2 separate regions of the Danio rerio genome follow, and region 2 is linked to region 1. The links are chromatin contacts, called in public Micro-C maps. All regions are on one chromosome and are shown on one strand. The core of a region is the stretch at or near the end of the contact, and the rest is flanking DNA. Distances in the headings are between cores, read along the strand shown.

The links. A called contact is a pair of places that touch in the nucleus more often than the background predicts.
Region 2: a Micro-C map of caudal fin shows a contact between it and region 1, with 9 times the contacts expected there. The contact joins the enhancer-like site here to the promoter of stx8 in region 1. A contact is called at or near these places in 1 of 18 Hi-C or Micro-C datasets (caudal fin) and 2 of 4 datasets of contacts at active chromatin or transcription factors (caudal fin and embryo).

What each region holds. Positions count from the first base shown.
Region 1 is chr6:25,759,968-25,767,323 of GRCz12tu, reverse strand. stx8 (syntaxin 8) reads right to left here and starts at 4,611. Exons shown (of 8, transcript NM_200375.1): 1 at 4,510-4,611; 2 at 4,025-4,124; 3 at 2,957-3,051. The coding sequence starts at 4,526.
Region 2 is chr6:26,016,693-26,024,048 of GRCz12tu, reverse strand. pik3r5 (phosphoinositide-3-kinase, regulatory subunit 5) reads right to left here. Exons shown (of 18, transcript XM_009302367.5): 2 at 7,030-7,140; 3 at 4,691-4,791; 4 at 4,376-4,444; 5 at 3,118-3,256; 6 at 2,705-2,774; 7 at 1-82. The coding sequence starts at 7,129. Among named protein-coding and RNA genes, the nearest start is that of pik3r5, 20 kb to the right of the region's middle. Within about 2 kb of position 3,173, at least 12 of the 62 cell types and tissues checked have an H3K27ac peak or open chromatin away from gene starts, as enhancers often do.

The DNA.
Region 1 (7,356 bases), core at 3,362-5,861:
TTATTAAACATTGCCCTCTATAGGTGCTCATGAGAAATCACCGTTTTGTCTTATTAAAGGGATAGTTCACCCAAAAATGCTAATTCTGTCAAAATGTATTCAGCCTTTACTTGTTGCAACCTTTTATGATTTTCTTTCTTGTGTTAAACACAACAGAAGCTATTTTAAAGATGTAACCAATGACCTCCTCAGTATTTGTTTTGTTTTTTTCTAAAATAGTAGTCGATGGTAACAAGTTTTCAGCTTTTCTTAAAATATTTTTTTAAGAACCTTATAATGGGTTGGAACCACTTAACGGTGAGTAATTGAATTAACTGTCTGAGAACTACCTCTTTAACTGCCTAAAGTGGAGATTCTGTTTTGTTCACGCACAGTTCATGTCATTTAACCCAATAGGTTAACACCTACTCTGTAGAATATAAATGTAAAAATTTCAGATGCTATGGGATTTTAGTATGCCACTGTGAACTTCTAAAATAATAACAAAACAGAGATTGAAAAACTTTCTGATTGGATCATGAAGTCAAGAAGCTGAATTTAAACACCTGTCTCATTAACCATTTAGTTTATTGGAAACAGCTTCACTAATTGTACTGATACGGTTGTTTAATTCACTGATGAGCAAATAATAAACTCTGTGCCTCTACTACTGAACATAACTTAACCAAGAATGCCACATATATGACTTAAACAGGATTTTTATCATAGTTTTAAGTAATGGGCAAACATATGTGAGCTAGGGGCAAGTTTTGGGCACTTGCAGTTTATTTATACATCACCTGCCTCAGTATTTTAATCACTATCAAGCATGGTTTAATATATTTAGACAGTTATGATAAAAGACCAGATTATACACATCATCAATAATAGATCATTTGTCCAAGCTAGCAGACGTGCCTAAATATGAACACACTTTATTTTAAAGCATTAGATGTTGTCCTTTCTTTCTTTTTACTCTCATTTTTACTATCATACATAAATGTGCATTGTTGTTACTCCCTACCTCTGACTGGTTTCTTTCTATATGTTTTATCTATATCTGTGACACTTGCTTCATTTATTGACTGTTATTGTTCCTTATGTATGTACTCTGACCTGTCCACCAAGTTACCTTTACATGCATACACACACTTACACGCACACACTCACGCACATACCAGTACATGACTATATTGTTGTTGTTTTTGTTTTGTTTTTGTTTCGTTGCATTGTATTTGTTATTTGTTGACGTTTTCTTGTATTTGTATGATTTTTGCATATTCTAATAAAAAAATAAAAAAAATAAAAGCATTAGAGCATTTTCTGATTTCTGGAAAAGTCCTGTTTCTTATTTATCACAGCATTACATAAACAGGGAAATAATTAGAATTTATACCTAAAAGTACTACTGGAACTCACCTTAACCTATGTAGATAACTTATATGACCCAGGATTTTCCTTGGCAAGTACACTGAAAGTACAAGATGATTACTGTAAAATAAAGTGCAACCTATGCAATATTGTGTTCATGTTCTGGACATGTAGTTCACATCACCATTGAGGTGTTTACTGGGTTTACTTGTCTTTTGATATCACTGGAGATATCAATGGATATCAATGGTACAAGACATGTCTTGCCTTTTAGGGGGTCATTCCTATAATGTTGTTATATCACACTAAACTAAAAATAGGACTTCTTTCATTGTCTAGATATGAAATTCATTTTGAAAATGATAATAATAATTTATTCAAATGTCTGATTTTATGTTTTTTCAGGAGAAAAAAACAGCATATAGGATTCAAACTAATTTAGAAAATCTTAGTTCTCAATGATACTGCAAAACAAACAATCATAAAGAAGTCATTATAATCCTAATTGCTGGATTCAACTTTCTTGGTTTTGTGAAGCAACTACACAGAACTACAGGACAACCCCAAAACATAGTCAATTCTGAGTGTGATTCATACAAGTGAATGGGCTTGACAAACCACCTGTAGAAAACACAGTCTTTCATCTCTCTGACACCTAACCCTAACCGACACTTCAATCAGTTTGCACATTTGCACCAGGCACGTTCTTACAATCACTTCATATCTTTAAAAAAAACTATGCATTCATGAAGTGTGCCTCACACAGGTAAGTGGGCTTAACAAACCACCTGTAGAAAACACGCTCTTTCATCTCTCTGACACTTTAAACACCACATGCATCAGTTTGCACATTTGCACCAGGCACATTCTTACTATTACTTCATATCTTTAAAAAAAACTATGCATTCATAAAGTTTGCCTCACATAGGTAAGTGGGCCTAACAAACCACATGTAGAAAACACACTCTTTCATCTCTCTGACACTTTAAACAACACTTGCATCAGTTTGCACATTTGCACCTGGCACATTCTTTCAATCACTCCATATCTTAAAAAAAAACACTATACATTCATGAAGTGTGCCTCACACAGGTGAGTGGGCTTGACAAACCACCAGTAGAAAACACACTCCTTCATCTCTCTGACACTTTAAACAACACTTGCATCAGTTTACACATTTGCTCAAGGCACATTTTTACAATCACTTCATATCTTTAAAAAAAAACTATGCATTCATGAAGTTTGCCTCACACAGGTGAGTGGGCTTAACAAACCACATGTAGAAAACATGCTCTTTCATCTCTCTGACACTTTAAACAACACTTGCATCAGTTTTTGCACATTTGCACAAAGCAGGTTCTTATAATCACTCCAAAAAACACTATACATGTAGTACCTGTAAAAACACCTTTCACTCTCTCTCAAAAAAAGAAAAATAAACTCCCTCCTCCTAATGCTGGCACTTAATTCTCTGGCCACAAACAGTCCCTTTGTATTACTGGCACTCCTTGACTGTATTGCTTCTTCAATCGCTGAATGATTCCTCAATTGTAAGGCGCTTTGGCCTCTGTGAAATGAAAGTGCAGTCAAGTAAATGAAAGGATACATATGGCGTTGAACAGCTGCTCGATTCAGAGTCTCTCTGAGTTGTGCTATATTCTGTTTTAGCTTCTGTAATGATGCTCTCAGGGTCATGTTGATCTACATGGATGGAAAAGCAACAAGAGAGATTATTATATTGTGTAAAAGATTGGTTAACTATCTCATGTAAACCAGGGGTCTCAAACTGCCTGGCTGTGGGCCATTTGTGGCCACCCTCCTCCTTTTTCTTTCAGCCCGAAATTGACATGAAAAATATAATGAGATTCGGCCCAACAAAAAAATATATTTTTTTAGAGTCACTATCTTTGTGCAGTTGCATATAGCCTCTTATGTTTTTGACCCCCACCTACAGGACATTTAAAGTACTGTACAATATATGCAGGTTACTTTCTGTTTCTCTCAGTGTGCAGTTGAGAGTAATGCACATGCAGATTATTTCTGGGGCTAATGTAAAAGTTGAAACATATGTCTGTACGTGCTCTATTTTTACAAACACCTCTTCAAGGCTTACACGTTATGTTAGTAGTGTAAATATGATTATTTTGCTAATATTCAATTCAAAAATGTATCCTTAATATATTTTTCTAATATGCATATTAAGAATTGTATAAAAAATGTGCATTAGTAAAATTTTACTGCTGGCTAAATTGCACATGTTAAAGTAAACGTGAATACATACATAAAAACGTTTCCTCTCTTGTAGTTTAAAAAAAAAAGAAGGACATTGAGAAGAACAATTGCCAGTACAATCAACAAAGTTATTCAAACTCTTTTCTGATGTTTTACGCTATCGGTTAAACATCTGGTAAAGCAACAATTGATTGGGACATAATTATGATTATTATGCTTATATAATGTGGTATTTTCATAACAATTTAAACAACCCCTTCAACATATACAACGAGAAACTAAAAGGAGTTTTGATAAACTGGGGAAGAATGTATGAGTGTAAGAATGTATTACATCAGATTTCCACTTTTTTCTTGTGCTTCATATGAATCGTCAGTCACTAATATGGCCCCCCGCCATTGAGTTTGAGACCCCTGATGTAAACAATCAAATCCTGCCTTGCCTTGGCTGGGTTTCCTCCAGTCCTCTGCTGTCTGTTTCTTTCATGGATGTTTTCTGCAATTTCTTGAGCCAGCCTACAAGCTGCATCATAATTTTCTAACCTGTAAACAAAACACAGATTACACTTATCAAAATCTTCCAATGGGGATCATGAGATAAGGGTTTCCAGTTATTTAAATCACAAGGTTGTCATCAACACAATCATGTGACAATCAAATGTCAGCTAACCGGCTTGGCAACCTTTACAAGACGCGTAAAAACAGCAATATGTGAACGAAAACATAATTGATCAATTAAAGTATAGGGTAAAATGAGCCCTGGGGAGTAGAAAAAAAAATAGATAAATTAGTCTAGCGTTAAAGTTAAACTGATCTGACTGTCAGTTACAGATGCACTAAATTAATAGTGTTGAAGTCTGAAGTCTAACGTACTGTCCTGACATGCAGATCTAACATGACAGTAAATAATAATAGTATAGGCACTCACCAAAGGTCTTTTGACATGTTGCGGTACTTTTGTTTCGAGTTTGCAAAAAGCGTTTTAGCAGAAACTCACAGCAAAATCACATCAACATAAACTGCGCAGTGCCACTTCCTGTTAAGGAACGACGTCATACGGTGGCCTTTCATAGACACACTTCATACGGTAACCGATGTCTCGTTGTGTTTGTCCTGCGATGTCTCTTTTTATCAATGACAAAATTGCTGATTATGTAAATAAAGTGTTATTGAACTTCATATGGAAGAATAAAACCCATAAAATTAGAAAATCAGTCTCATCTAATAGGCGCTCAGAGGGTGGATTAGAGGTTTTAAATTTCAAAGATTTAATTAGGCATAGCTCATTTAGAATTAATTGGCTACAAAGATGTCTCCGTAGTAATAATTCAATTTGCTACCATATCCCCAATGTTATATTTGATAAATTAGGTGGCTTAGACTTTCTTTTAAAATGTAATTTAATCCCTTCTAAATTGCCAATTTCCCTCTGTAATTTTCACAAACAAGCTTTACTTGCTTGGAAATTGTGTTACGTGCACAATTTTTCCCCACACAAAGAAATTCTTTGGAATAACTCTAATGTCTTAACTCGTGGGAAATCTCTTTTTATTGATAAGTGGTTTGAAAGAGGAATTGTTTTTGTTTTGGACTTATTTTAAAATGATGGCAATATTTTGGAATATGAATAATTTATGACATTGTATAACTTCTCTTTGCCAGCTTAATCCTTCAACTGTGTTCTAAAGAGTTTGTCACAAAGTTATGTGCATTTATTTAAGACTTTTGTTTACTTTAATGAGAGGGAAACAATTATGCCTGAACTTTTTTTGGATGGAGTGTCTTTTTTTGATAAAAAATGTGACAACAGACATGTCAGACGATTGTTACATTCCTCTGTATATACCACCCCAAGATGTAAATTTTATGGTTATTACCTGACAAATTCAGCATATCCAACAAAATAGGAGAGATACATTTTAAGATCTTGCATAATGTTTATCCTACAAATTCCCAAATTGCTAATTATTTTGATATATCTAATTTGTGTACTTTCTGCAATATACATGAAGAGACTTTATTTCACTTATTCTATAGTTGCATTCACATTAAACATCTTTGGAATTACATTATTTTTTATTTATCATCCATTTTTAAACATGATTTAAATTTGTCTATAAAAGATATATTTCTGTATTTCTTGGATGATGATCATGCTCTCGATCTTATTGTAATTTTGTTTTTTGTGTTACTCTGTAAATTTTTTATACACAAAAACAAGTTTCTAAAAACAATACCTATTTTAATACTTTCCTTGTTGAAATTTCGTACAATATTGAATCTCTTAAGCTTATTAATTATAATAATAAGAAGTTTCTTAAAGCTTATGACAATTTTTTTTCTTAATGATTGAGGCTGTGTATTTTTTTTTCTCTCTGTCTTCTTTCTTATTTTTTATTATTGTATTTTTTCTTCAATGCAGTGATGTTATTATTCTTGTATTCAATAAAAAAAATAAAAAATAAAAAAAAACTTCATACGGTAACCGGATAAGAGCTGAACAAGTCCTTTAGCAGTTATAGGGATTTTAAAATAATTGAGAAATTCACAATAATTAAAAAGTTGTCCATTATTTTTTAATAACTGTCTCACCAATATAATATCATTATTGTAACAATTTCTTTGGTACAATAATGATATTGTACTCCAATCTGTTTGGTTTTCTACTGATTTGTTTCTTTGATGTGAAAAATGTAAGCATTGTATTCCTCATTTTTGTATGCTATTGTTCTTGTTATGAAAAAAGTATATATATATATATATATATATATATATATATATATATATATATATATATATATATATATATATGCAGTGGCACAGTAGGTAGAGCTGTCGCCTCACAGCAAGGTCGCTAGGTCGCTGGTTCGAACCTCGGCTCAGTTGGTGTTTCTGTGTGGAGTTTGCATGTTCTCCCTGCCTTCGCGTGGGTTTTCTCCGGATACTCCGGTTTCCCCCAAAGTCCAAAGACATGCGTTACAGGTGAATTGGGTAGGCTAAATTGTGTATGAGTGTGTGTGGATGTTTCCCAGAGATGGACGGCTGGATGGGCATCCGCTGCATAAAAACTTGCTGGATAAGTTGGTGTTTCATTCCGCTGTGACGACCCGGATTAATAAAGGCTGACAAGAACATGTATGAATGAATATATATATATATATATATATATATATATATATATATATATATATATATATATATATATATATATATATATATATATATATATATATATATATTTATATATATATATATATATAATGGGACAAGCTGACATGTTGTTATGTAAAAACTAAAATAGATGATGATTTCTATCTGTATTTTTATTATCATTTTATGTTACTTTAACTTATAGCTAGGGCCACACGGAATCTGCGCATGCAAAAATCTGCCAATTTGAACCAATTTTTAGTCCATTATTGAGTCTACTTATTTACTTTGAATGTGTAAATTTATGTTTAATAATTTTTTTAATCAATTTCAGTAACATTATTGACAAATATGAGAATATTCATATGGTTTATTTACAATATATTGTAAAGTGATATTTTCTGTCTTTAGTAGATATATTATAGGAGAGACTTACTTTGTTTACTAAATAAGTGGATCTAATTAAATATGCATTGTAAACATTAAAAGTTAAAAAGGTATTGTTTTTATATCATATATTAAGCTTGTAGTTACGATACTTCCAAATCTGTTGATTTTTTACAAAATTCTGCGCAGAAGCAGCAAAAACTGTCAGCAGATTCTGTTTGGCTTACGTATAGCCTAC
Region 2 (7,356 bases), core at 1,924-4,423, 260 kb before region 1:
TGAAACCTCTATGGAACTGAGCTGCTCCGCCACAGACAGGAACTCAGGGGGCACCTCGGTGGGGTTCATCAAGAACACCGTACTGCAGCAGAGAAAACATCAGAACACAGCACTTCAGTTAAGCACAAATGCGCAAACATAAATAAAGACTGATCATATCAGTAATGTGAACAAAACGATTTTGCATTCTTTATTTTCTGGTTGATTGATTTCAATACAACTATAGTAATCTTTAAAATAGATTTTTTTAGAAAATAGAAATATAATTTTAATAAAAAGTATTTTTTTCTATACTTGTTGGACAACAAAACTGTAACTCTGGAAAATTTAGTGGTGGAGCTTTCATGGTTAAATTTGTTCAGCTTGGTGGCCAATCTTCATTGATTGCACAATCCACCAGCAAGAGCAGAGTGGGAAGGTTTAATTAGCAGACTAATAGTACAGTTTTGCTCAATATATTGTAATTTACACAACATTATGGGGGACAAATCAGAGTTCAAAAGAGAACAAATTGTTGGTGTCTGTGACCAAGACCAAGCCACAATATCCATGGTTATGCCAGCATACCACCAAAAAGGATGAATCACATCCAACAGAAGTAACTGCGGACGCAAGAGGAAGATGTCTGAAATGCAAGTACGAGCGCTAACCCGGATTGTATCCAATAAATATAAAACCAAAGTTGCCCACTCACTGCAGAATTAAATGTGCACCTCAAATCTCCTGTTTCTACCAAAACTGTTTGTCGCGAGCTCCACATGGTCAGTATATATGGCCGGGCTGCTATAATCAAACCCTTGGTCAATCGTGCCAATGCCAAACGTCAGTTTCAATGGTGCCAGCAGTGAAAATCTTGGGCTATGGATAATGTGAAACATGTAATGTTTTTGAGTCCACCTTCACTGTCACTGCCACATCCGCGAGAGTTACAGTGTAGAGAACCCCCAAGGAAACGCATCACCCAGACTGTTGCATGCCAAGTGAAGCAAGGGGCTGGACCAGTTATGGTTTGGGCTGCAATATCATGGCATTGCCTGGACCCTATACTTGTGCTAAATGGGCACATCACTGCCAAGGACTACCGAACCATTGTAAAAGACCTGATAATAATACACCAATAAACAGAACAAGATTAGTGACAGAGTGGTTTAAAGATTGTAATAGTTTAGTGTGAACATATCTCATTGCCTGCACAGTGACCAGATCTAAACATTATTGAGCCACTTTGGGGTGTTTTGAAGAAGAGAGTCAGGAAACATTTTCTTCCACTACCATCATGTAGTGACCTGGCCACTATTCTGCAAGAAGAATGACTCTCTGGCCCTCTGGCCACTGTGTAGGACTTGTTACTGTCAATATGTTATAAAAACTTGAATATACCTTTTTATTACATTATTTAATAAAAATAATTTATTTTATATTTTGCTTTTAAAAAACTTCTGAAAAGAAGACAATGGGCTCTATTTTGACGGTCCATGCGCAGAGCGCAAAACGCAGGGCGCAAACACTTTCAGGGCATGTCAGAATGCATTTTTGCTATTTTAAGGACAGGAAAATCTGCTTTGCGCCGTGGCACATGGTCTAAAAGGGTTGAGTTTATTTTCTTAATGAGTTATAGGTGTGTTTTGAGAATAAACCAATCAGAGTCTCATCTCCCATTCCCTTTAAAAGCCAGTTGTTAAAAGTTCAGTTCTAATTTCCAGCTAACGAATTAATGAACAGTAATAACGAAGTGTGCTCAAAATACTGAGTTATTTCCAAATATACCTGCTATCCCCCATATGGTCTAAAACCTGACAGGTGGACAAATCTAAGCTTGTTTTTAATAAAACAAATATAAATATGGATATAATAAATAATACAGCTAATAATAATAACATTATACAAAAGCAAATTGAATGAACTGAAAAAGCCTCCTGAGATGAAGGATTCAAGGCAGTGGTTTTTAAAATTCATATTGCCTAGAAAATAATATGTTTTGTAATATTTTAATTCTTTATATTTATATCCTATACATATCCTTATTATAGCCTTTATATATCCTTAATATTTCATTTATATATATATATATATATATATATATATATATATATGTAAAGAAATTTGCGTATTCCACATCTTGTGTATTAAGCAGTGTGTAAGCGAGGCGCACTCTGTGCCGGAGTTTGACCGGGTTTGTTCTGGTCTAAAAAAAAGGCTATTACAGTTTCTCAAAATAGCAACGCACCAAAACACGCCTGCTTTTTTAGAGAATGCCTATGGGCGCACATATGAGCGCAAATGCTATTGCTATTTAAACAGCTTGGCGCAAAATGTCAAAATGACTCTTGCGCCAAGCTGAAACTAGCAAATAACAATTGCGTCATGCCTTGCACTATATTGCGCCGGGTGTACGATAGGTCCCTAGATGTTTCTCTTGTCTAGGAAACGCTTCTTGATTTACAGATTTTTAGATATTTGGACTACAAACAAGAGAAAAACTAAGTAGGAAAAGCATTTTTCTACTCTATTTTGGGAGATATTTTCTGCTATTGTGTCTGGTTTCTCAGAGAAATGCTAAAACAAACTGATAATAATAAAAAAACTAAGTTCAGAATATCCAAGAACTGACACAGGAAATGAGGGGTAAAGTTTGCAACCACAAAGGGGTGAGCAATAACTGACACAACAGGATTTCCTCCTACTTCTGTGGAAACACACTCACATGATCTTAGAACGCTGACTGGAGGTGGCAAGGCCTTGTTCCTCTCTTACCAGTCTGTGGTACGAAATCCCTGATACAGGCAAACACACACAAGAACACATAATTTCATCAAGTTACAACATTATGTAACATCAAAATCTTGAATGTACTGACGTTTAAGTATGTTAAGTAATTCCTAAGGAACTGCTTGTGCTCACAAAACTGATCAAAAAGTGAAAAGCTCGCTTTTGACAACAGCTGCAGCGCTTTTCCAAACCACAGAGAGGCAGCATTTCACTGCAGTTGAGCGGTTATTGTAATTATTTAGTGAATTAAGACAATTTTAATGGGCTGTTATTTTATTAATGTGCTCAGCTGTGTGTGCTGGTGATTAAACTAAGTCTTTATTGTGATTACTGATGTGAATGTGGTACCTGGAGCTCGAAGCTCTTGATGCAGTGTGGAGAGCAGGTTACGACACACACTACAGTAGGGCTCAGGCCATGCTAGAAAGCCATGAAACACTTCACATGCCTCTGTCAGAACCTTTTCACTGGATGGACAAAGAGGCATCTGCAAAGAGGAAGAGAGACAGATGTGATTTAGCTTTTTGAATTAGCTCCTTGGAGAATGAATGAATGAAAGAAGTCCCAAAATTTCAGTCTTAACCCTTTGACTGCCCCTCTACCAAAAGATTGAACATGCTTTTATTGTTGTAAATAATGACTGTTAAAGTCATTTAAAGAATTACACACGCAGCATTGTTTGTTTACAAAAAAAAAAAAAAAACTAAAACATCCTGTTGCACTACTACACTCCATTTTGACTTTATTGTAAAAAACAAAGCAAACAAACAAACAAACAAACAAACAAACAAAAAAAAAACAAAGCAAAACAAAATAAAACAAAAAAAAGCATTAAGTATGTTAACTAGCAACATTAGGAGTAAAGAAACGGAATCCAAATTTTTTTTTTTTTTGGTGGGATAGTTAAAGGGTTAAAGCAATTTTTATAACAAAGCCTGAAACCAAAGAAAATGAGCTCCTTTTAACTATTTAATTATACGCTGCAAGATAAATAGCAGCAAAACAGTTGAAATAAATAGGGAAAATGTACATGGGTTTCTGAACTTAATTTAGTGAGGCAAAAAACAGTGAATTTAAAAAGTAAATTGTTTTATATTTAAAAAAAGTAAAAAAATTATTCTTTCCAAATTGTAAATCTGAAAGAAAGAAACTAAATGAAACTGAGTAAAATGAATGACTGAACGAATAAATAAATAAATAAATAACTTAATTAATAAATGAACAAATAAAGCAGTGAAGCAGTGAAAAGTCATGGTAAATTTTAAGGTTTTAATGAAGTAACAAAGAAATCCAGTTTTATGCAGTGGAGAAGGCATAATTAAATGCCCATAACTAAGTAAATGACTAAACTAAAACATTATATCAAATTAATAAAAAATGTGATAATATAAAAAAAATGTTCTTTTACTTTTTATTGACAATTTTCATAATCGCTTTAATAATGTTTTCCTGAAAATGTATAACTGAACCTAATTAAAAGTAAAAAAAATTAAAATCACACTAAACACCCAAAACCTACAAAGGTGAATGGAGATATATGGATATTTTCTGATTATCTTTTTAAATGAATTCCAAAACAATCAACTCCAGTATCCATGATGTTTACCTGCAGTAGTGTGGACTCAAACATGAGAGCCAAAGGGGCCACAAGCTCATAATGACACTCCTGCTGAACCTAAAACAGCAGTGAAAACATACACACCATCAACAATTTGCAAACAAACTTTTAAAAAAGTCCTCAATAACATCCTAATTTAAAATTTTATAATTTTGCTTAATTAACACTAAAATCTTAGACTAAAAGTTAAACTGTCAAAGACTGCAGAGCCCACAAGGGGGCATACACTAGAGAAACGTGACTGAAAGTAACACTGCGGGTGCAGTATTCAGCTATGGTGCGCATTCATACAAACATTCTCACCTCTCTGGCTTTTCTGAGAATTTGCTGCAGCAGAATGAGAAAATTATCGGGGTCTCTTTTAATCAGCTCTTCTAGACTCCAGCGGTTCATACACCAGCCCGCTGTACACACACAAAAACATGCATAGAGAAAAACACATGAGAACCTTCATAGTGAAAGTGTTACTTACACCTCAAATTGAAATCTAGTAAACAAGTCTCCTGCTAGTATGCATGACCTCAAAAAACACTTAATGAGTCACAAATAAAGGGCAAGAATCGATCTGAAAATACACACCTGACAGGAAAGGACTGTTTAATTATCGGACACGTTAACAAGCCCATTATCCTAAAATCTGCACTGCTCATGTCAGGTCAAGGGGTTCCCTGCTCTAAATGGTGATGCGCAGTTTTGGTCTGAGTTCTGAGAAAGAACATATTGCGGTGCACAATTCGAGAGCAACAGATCATATTGGTTTTCGTGACTACGCGTAACCTCAAATCTACAATTTGCAACATGAACTGTGGTGAACTGATGTATATATGGCAACTCCTGCTGTCTTCTTAAAGAGCTGCATTGGCTGATGTCAACAATTTTGTTTTACTAGAAGGACTTTGCAGCTTCCTGCTCTAGTAAAGGTGTCAAATAATGCATTTCCTTTAGAAGGCTTTTTCATAATAACATCTCTCTAAGTATATCAACTTTGTCACATTCTGCAGAGCTCAGACTTTTAACAGCATCATTAGAATTTATGAGTAAAAATACAAAATTACAGGATTAAAAAAAAAAAATAAAAACTGTTTCCGCATTTGTAAAACACCAACCAGAGGAAACACACAATTAATACAGAGTATTTATACCCTTGGTGAAATCAAGCAAAGACATGGGTAGGATAATACACGGGAATAATAAAGAAAAATAAAGGAAAATGTTTTAAATAGGGCTGGGGGAATTGGATTAAATCAGAATCTCGATAAATTGAACATTTTAACTCGATTACGATTAATGAATGAATATTTTATTTATCTATTTTAGAAAAATTCAAGGAAACACACTCTCTACTATCTATGTTTTTTTTATTTTTTTTGAACATAAATGTTGAACAACTGAAACTAAAACACACACTGCCTGAAACGCATCTCTCTATGCCACCCACTCTATGTCATCGCCACTACCAAACCAACATCACAAAACTTGTGATACATGTTGTCGTGAAGTGTAAGTACATTTCTTAGGAGGTGCACATGTATGCGAAGGCTGCGCTGGACTGCACATATGTGCAAGGCAGAAGTATAACATCAGAATAATAAAATAAGCATAAATCATAATATAGTAAGTATAACTGACAGAGCGGGGTCCCATGACTCCACGCACAGCATGGCAAGTAATTGAAAAAATGGACCTGGACATTACTTTTTGATTAATTGCCCAGTCCTATTTAAAAATTATTTAACAAATTTTAAATGCTTTATAACAAAACTAAAAGTAACATTTTCATCAAGTCAATTTATTAAAAATTTATAGACCTGACAGACAGACATTACTTTCTGCGCGGGGGGGTTTTCCTATTAATAATATTTTCTTTTATTTCTGATGGTATATCTCTGTGTGGGTGTGTGTTTTACTCTCCTTAAAAGAGATGTCTAAACATATATAAATACTGTATATTGTGAAATTAGTTCTTGGATTCAGACAAAATAATATTTTGATTTTTGAGATATTACGTTTTACATATATTACACACTGTAAATCCCAATAAGTTAAGGTAACAAACTATTGAGGATTCTGATTGCAGCAAGCCATTTACGTACAAAAACTAACCCTAATGAGTACTGTGAACTTCATCCATTTGAGTAAACAATACAATTTAAGCACAGTAAAACCAAATAAATGAAGAGAACTCAAACCATCTGAGTAGGGTAAAACCCAATAGGTTAAGGCAACTCAAAGTGTAAGGAAACCGATTGCTACAAACCATTTGAGTTAAAAAGCTACTGTGAACTTACTCAATTTAAGTTGAAGTAATGAGGTATTTAATTAACTAATTACCTTCAACCCTGAGTTCAAAACTCTTCTAAAATGAGTAGAATTAACTTTCAGTAAATTTTGAGCTAACTACACTCATTTCACTAGATAAAGCTGACTGTCGGGTTTTACAGCGCAGATAATACATTTGCTAGCAGACCAAATATGCCCTTTATTTACATCTGCAAAACATGCTCATCTAAAACCAAAGCGGAAAATGACAAAAGGAGAACACATAAAGAAATTCTACAAAACAGAAGTTAAACATTGAAATGAAAAACAATGACGTTAAGCAAAAGTGAGCCATGAGCAGCAGTGGCCCATCATCAGCTTACCGCTCCAAGACTGTGACAGGTTTTCCGATGGCCGGAGTCCATCGAGGCATCTGTCCAGAGCATGCTGGATCCGGTCCTCTGTGCACGATGTGTGCTGCATCTTCACTGGAACTTTAAAAAAAAACATTTGAGGTTATCTAAAGAAAAAGAAATGACCGAACACACTGGCTCCCATCTGATCTTAATTCTTGATAAATTTGTTACCAAAAAAGTATTATGTACGGCATGGGAACTACTTGCTTAAATTTAAATGGAAAATCAAATAAGTCAAAGAAAAATGCTTTCTAATGCAGTTTCAGCCTCTACATTCCGTTTGTGTAACCAGAA